Regions from separate parts of the Sus scrofa genome. Here region 1 is linked to region 2. A link is a contact called in public HiChIP or PLAC-seq data. All regions are on one chromosome and are shown on one strand. Each heading gives the region's core, a stretch centred on a gene start, on an enhancer-like site or on the middle of the called end of the contact. The rest is flanking DNA. Distances are from core to core; before and after follow the strand shown.

Region 1 (3,055 bases), core at 129-2,628, 330 kb before region 2:
GCAAGCCGGGAAGCTCAAGACTACAGTTGGGTTCTAAGCCTCAGCTGACCTTTGTAGTCATCTGAGAATCTTATGCAAAAATACAGATGCTCTGGCTCCACTTACCAGAGAGTCTGATCTAATTATTCTGACCCCTGAGCATCCGTGATTCTTAAAACTCCTTGGGTGATTCTAAAGGGCAGCCAGGACTGCGAACCATGAGAAGACAAGAGCGTGAATAACTCGGGCCAAGATTAAATGGCCAGGATTTCCGCAGATTCAGAGCGTACTCCGGGCAACCACGCCCTTTGCCAACACAACATTCCCCTCCCTGTGATCTCATGCTTCAGCCACAGCTCAGGTGAGTGATGTGTCACATCTGTCACAAACTGAGCGAAGAGAAGGTGACAGAATCATTAGCTTTTTCTCAGCTGAACAAGAACTGATATCACCTTCTTCTAGTGAAAGTGAACAGTGGGAGTTCCCATTGTGGCTCAGTGGTAGGGAACCCCCTAGTACTCATGAGGATGTGGGTTCAATTCCTGACCCCCCACTCAGTGGGTTAAGGATCAGGCCTTTCTGCAAGCTGTGGTGTAGGTTGCAGATGCTGATTGGATCTGGTGTTGCTCTGGTGTAGACCAGTAGCTGCAGCTCCAACTAGATCCCTAGTCTGGAAACTTCCATATGCCATGGGTAAGGCCCTAAAAAGAAAAGGAAAAAGAAAAAAAGAAAGTGCACAGTGGTATGGGAAATTTTGTGCTGCTCAGCCTAGCCAAGTTCAGGAGTCCTAAAACTTTAAAAGAGACAATTTAGAGGAAAGCCTGGCAGCTCTGATAGTCCTATGGCTACATGAGGGCAACAGCTTATACATCTAGGGAGATCACTGCAATTGACAGGAGTAACAAGGGGTTTGTGGAGACTGGAATAAGGGGAAAGACATTTAGAAATCCCTATGGCATGAGGGTCTTTCTGTTTCTGTGATACGATGGGGGCTTAAAGGCAAGAGAATGCTGTATACCTGCCCCCTCAGGTTCCCACAGACACTAAGAAACCCTGCCTGGCCTCTCCTGTCAGAGGAGAGGCTGGCCTGTCCATCCTTCAGTGCACGGCTTTAAGGCAAGAACTAGAGCTGCGTCAGGAAACTCCTGATAATGACCTCTTCTTCCTACAGAAACTGTTTACTGACTGGTGCTCCAGCGGATGCCTTGTGCTAGAGGGTTAAGATTCATTGCTTCTCTCTGTAGAAAATTCCCTTCTGGTGCAGAGAGGAAAGACTAAAAGGGAGAGGTCATCCTAAAATGCAGAGAGCGCCTGGGGCAAGGACAGGTCAGGGAGAGCATCATTTTCCGGTTTTTCCAGCAGGGGGAGCCTCCGACAAGCGCTAGGTGGGGAGGCAGCCCAAGATGATTATGCAACGCCCAGGGCGCATGCTCTGGCCCGGGGACCGCCCCTCCTGCAGATGCTGACGCAGACCTGAGTCCGGGAAGAGAGAGGCACATCTGGGGCCCGGGCGCATTTTCCCAGAGGGGAGGACGAGCTCTCTGGACCTTCCTCCTTCCTTTGAAACCTTGGAAACGGCTCAGTAGTTCTTCTGGTTGACTTGCTGCTATGTACAGCTGTCAGCTGCCTGTGAACCGGGTGACACTAGCTCAGTGCTCCTGTTTGTTTTCCTAAAAGGACTTTCTTTTCTTTCTCCCTCCCTTCCCTTCCCCTCTCCTCCCCTCCCTTCCTTTCCTTTCTTTCACCAAATGATAAAAGTTATTATAGGCAGCTTTTGCCTTCACCGCGCAAGGTTCTTAACGTGCCGTGTGTAGCAATTTCCTGTTCTGCATTTTCTATCCCTTCATTCTGCAGCAAAGGGCGCTACCAGCGCTTTCTCAGACCTCGCTGCAGCGTTAAATACAGCCTGTTTTTGAAAGAGAGGCAGGAAATCGATTACTTCCCAAACTTGCTGAACTTAGCTTGAATTTAGAGAAGGAATAGGAAACTGAATATTGTTTGATTTTCCTCTTTTGTAATCATTTGCATCTTGTTAGTGCTTTATCGTTTAAGGGGTGTGTGTGTGTGGTGTGTGTGTGTGTGTTTAATTTCCCTCCAATGTGTCCATGATCTTTTTTGCTGCCATATTCTAAAGAAAGATACTGGCTAAAGGGAGAGAAAAGGCATTCGTTTCTTTCTAGTAGAGAACTAGGGTTGCTTTCTTCATCTTTTTCCTTTTTTAATTATGTCACAAAGGGAAATTACAAAAATATTTTTAAAAGAAAAATAAGAAGGGAGTCCCCACTGTGGATTCAGCAGCAGGTTAAGGATAGCAGCAGGTTAAGGATCCCATGTCGTCTCTGTGGTGGCCGGGCTTCAGTCCCTGGCCCAGGGAACTTCTATATGTCGTGGGTAAGGCAAAAAAAAAAAAAAAAAAAAGTCCAAGCCAAACATGTTAATTGTAGAAAATTAGAAAAATACAGATCTGGAAATAAAGAGAATAAAATAATACCCTACCCTAGAGATAAATGTTGTCATTTAATTTAGTGTATGAACTAATGGCCTTTCCCCCCTAATGTTGGATATGCTTCCTACAAAGTGTTATAATGTACACATCGGTTAAAAATCTGTTGTTTTCCTCATTTAATATAATGTGACCATGTTTAATACCTGAGTAGACTTTTTTTTTAAACGGCTGCACCTATAGCATATGGAAATTCCCAGGCTAGAGGTCAAATCAGAGCTGCAGCTGCCAGCCTACACCACAGCTAAAGCAATGCCAGGTGGGAGTCGCATCCGTGACCTACATTAAAGCCTGCAGCAACCCACATCCTTAACCCACTGAGCAAGGCCAGGGATGGAACCCGCATCCTCACAGAGGCTTTGTCAGGTTCTTACCTGCCAAGCCAGAATGGGAACTCCCTGCATAGTATTCTTATCACATATCATATAAATATAGCATAATGCATTCAGTTAATCCCTTAAGAATATACATTAAAACTATTTCCATTTATTTTACAATGGTATATATCACTGGGATTATAATCTTTATATACATTTGCATTTTCTTAAGAAAAATCCTATAAGAGAAATTGAA
Region 2 (3,128 bases), core at 143-2,642:
GTTTTTTCTTAGTTTCTAAATCCTTCCTAATCAAGTACCTCTTCTTTCCATCCACTTTTCTTTATTGAACTCACTCTCCGGAAATGGTACCCGCAGCTCATATGAATCTCTCTGCCTTTTCAAACTTGAGCCAGACATTTGCCTTCAAGCATCTAACTGAGATTATGACAGTGAAGCAGTGGAAAGGTTTGAGCGAAAACTTCATCCTTCCCTCCCTTGCAAGAGTAGAGAAGTCGCTGGGGTCTACTTAGTGGATAATCAGCATTACCTGGCAGATTGGAGGTTCTGAAAATGAGTGTCCGAGCTGTGTTTACCTCCATTCTCGCTCCCGCCCCCATCTCCGCCCACCGTAGCGTCGGGGCAGATATCCAGCCCTGGGGAGGCTTTCCCTTTGGCAGACCATCCCACTCTAGAAGCTACCGGCCACGGCCACGCTTTCCTCCCTCTGGGTTTATCTCCTTTCCTAGTACCTCTCTAAGTCTGCCATCCTCTTACCACAGACATAACCTTTGTCTAGACGCACTTTTTCGAAATCCAAAGCCAAATCAATCCAAAACAAAGCCCATCAATAAAGCAGCAACAGCGATATTGCAGCCAGTAGCCGGGAGTGTGTACCTCATTAAAGGGTGAGAGCATAAACCCCCGCTTTAATGACCGAATCTGAAATAAAGGTTTCCTGCTACTCGTTAGTCGTCAACATTTTTACTATCCCAGCTGCAGGAGAAGCAGCTGCATCCTCTAGCAGGGCGATTGAGATGGGAGAAATTTAGCCGCGGTCTGGGATTTTCGCAGAGGATAATTTAAGCCCCAGCTCCACTCTGGCGGCGGAGGAGGGGGAGGTGGGTGCGCGCTGCGCGCATGCTCAGGAGCCCCCGTCCGCGGAGGCCCAGCTGCCACCACCGCCGCGGCGGGCGCTGTAACCGCGGCTGCCGCTGCTGCTCGGAGCGGGCGTTGGCGCCGTGTGTCGAGGCGCCCTGTCAGGCGAAAGGGAGCTGCCGGGAGGGAGCGCGGGCGGCGGCGGCGGCGCCTGAAGAGGGCAGCCGGGGCTCAGAAGGAGCGAGGGCGGGCCGATCTAGCGGCGGAGGAGCGAGGCGGAGAGCGCGGGGACCCACCCCGGGCGCCCTGCGTGCGATGCCCGGCGGGCAGAGGCGCTGAGCGGCAGGGAGCCGGCGCGGCGGCCGCGGACCGAGAGCCGGCGACCCCGGGGAGGAGGAGAAAGAGCAGGAGCGGGAGGAAGCGCCGAGGGACTGCGGGGCCCGGGCGGGCGTGGAGCGGCGGGGCCGCGGGCCATGGACGCGGCGGCAGCGGCGGGGGCGAGCCGGGGTGGCGGCGCGGCGCAGAGTAAGCCCGCGGCCAGGTGAGGCTGGGCGGAGCGGGCTCCGGGCGCCGCCGCCACTGCTGTGCCGCCGGGCCGCGGAGCGAGGCGGCGGCGGCGGCGGCTGAAGCGGCGCCACAGCAGCCGCGGCGAACAGCGGCGGCCTCGGAGGAAGAGGGTCGCCGCCCGGGGCTCTGGTGACCGCGGCTCTCTCGTCGTCGCAGTATTTCCTGTCTGGATTATCTTTTGCTTCTCCCCAGCTGCCTCCTTCCCCTCACACTCCCACTCCCTCCCACTCCTCCGCGTCCTCGCTGGAAGCTGCCCTCGGCCCGGGCTCGTCCCCCCTCCACGCCGGGGGACGCTCCTTACCTCCCCTCCCGGGCTGCGGGGGAACCCCGCCGAGACCATGAGGAAATTCAACATCAGGAAGGTGCTGGACGGCCTGACCGCGGGCTCGTCCTCGGCCTCGCAGCAGCAGCAGCAGCAGCACCCGCCTGGGAACCGGGAGCCCGAGATCCAGGAAACGCTCCAGTCCGAGCACTTCCAGCTTTGCAAGGTGAACGGAGCGCGCAGTCCCGCGAAAATTGGGGTCGTTTTAGGGGCAGCTCGGGCTTTACGTGCGGGTGCGAGGTATTGAGCGCCGATAACAATCCTACCTCGAATAAAGGGCTCGCTCGTCTAGCAAACATTTGCTCGGTGAGCTGTGTTGATTGACATCATCTTACTCCTTTTCGTTGATTTTTTACACGTGCAGCAGTCGTCTCAACATTGCTTCTAACCTGTTAAAGTGACCTTTAATTCATATTCTTAGTCTTGTGCCTTTTTATATTTTAGCATTTTAATATCTAATTCACCAACTTCCAAGTTTCTTTTGGGAGCGGTGCCAATTGCATATTGTTTACCAAACAGCCAAGCCTGTTCAACTAGATATTTTGCTTATTACTTTCCCTTTAAAATGTGAAAGGAGGCTTAAGATATGAAATCACAGGGTCCTTCTATCATGGTGTTTGGTTAAAAAGTTAGAACTGTGATTTTTTTTTGCTTGTTAATGGCACGACAACTGTCACAGCAGTCTGTAATTCAGAAAGAATGATGCAGCGAATTAATTCACCAGCTGCTCAATGAGAAATACAAACTTGTGTTGGTCTTAATATCTGCCTTCCTCATAAATACCAGGCGCGTTCCTAAGTCAGAGTTTCTTAAAAGAACGTAATACACTTTTTTGCCCTCGTGTCCTAAAATTACTAAGGATTTAATAGTAAATTGCAAAATATATGCTTTATTTATTTTCATTGTTACACTTGGAAAATGTTGAGATAGATGTTTGCTAACTGCTTTACTGAATCCTTCCCTAAAGTAATTATGACAGCATTTCCTTAGCAGTTCTTGGCATTTGGCATCCAAAGTCATGATGAAGTTTATACGCTTGAAATAAAGCATGAATTGCATTTTAAAATGAATTTACAGAATTTTTGACCACTGCAAACTTTATTAATTTGTTCTCAGGCAGAATAGAATATTAAGAAATTTTCTTCTATAGAATGCCAGTATGATAGAAAAATAGAAATTAAGGTGTAGCACTAAGATAGATTTGGGGGGGGTCACAAATTTGGGGGTGTCAGGTTTAACTTGCATAAGTTTTGTTTAATGTAAATTTCATAGTTTTTTAAAGCAGTGCATGTGTATGTTTTTTGCATCAATTATAGTTGGTTCTAGATTCTAATGCCTCTACTGTTCTTGTTCAAAAATTTTGCTTCCTGCCTTGGTTGCTGTGATGTCACTTGCCCATCCCTAGACTGTTCGCCATGGATTC

Evidence for each region. HiChIP or PLAC-seq counts read pairs in DNA pulled down with a chosen protein or histone mark.
Region 1: a contact with region 2 is called in an H3K27ac HiChIP or PLAC-seq map of alveolar macrophages. The contact joins the enhancer-like site here to the promoter of STXBP5 in region 2. A contact is called at or near these places in 1 of 5 promoter capture datasets (liver), 6 of 47 Hi-C or Micro-C datasets (embryonic fibroblasts, fetal heart ventricle, heart right ventricle and 3 more) and 2 of 2 datasets of contacts at active chromatin or transcription factors (alveolar macrophages and skeletal muscle).

What each region holds. Positions count from the first base shown.
Region 1 is chr1:18,844,879-18,847,933 of Sscrofa11.1, reverse strand. The region is part of intron 5 of LOC102160169 (a long non-coding RNA gene); the gene reads right to left. Among named protein-coding and RNA genes, the nearest start is that of ADGB, 180 kb to the left of the region's middle. Within about 2 kb of position 1,378, at least 69 of the 83 cell types and tissues checked have an H3K27ac peak or open chromatin away from gene starts, as enhancers often do. A contact at or near this core is called in alveolar macrophages, embryonic fibroblasts, liver and 3 more, where this site is marked.
Region 2 is chr1:18,511,014-18,514,141 of Sscrofa11.1, reverse strand. STXBP5 (syntaxin-binding protein 5) reads left to right here and starts at 1,392. Exons shown (of 28, transcript XM_003480238.4): 1 at 1,392-1,871; 2 at 3,111-3,128. The coding sequence starts at 1,722. LOC102160169 (a long non-coding RNA gene) reads right to left here and starts at 795. Exons shown (of 6, transcript XR_002338312.1): 1 at 269-795.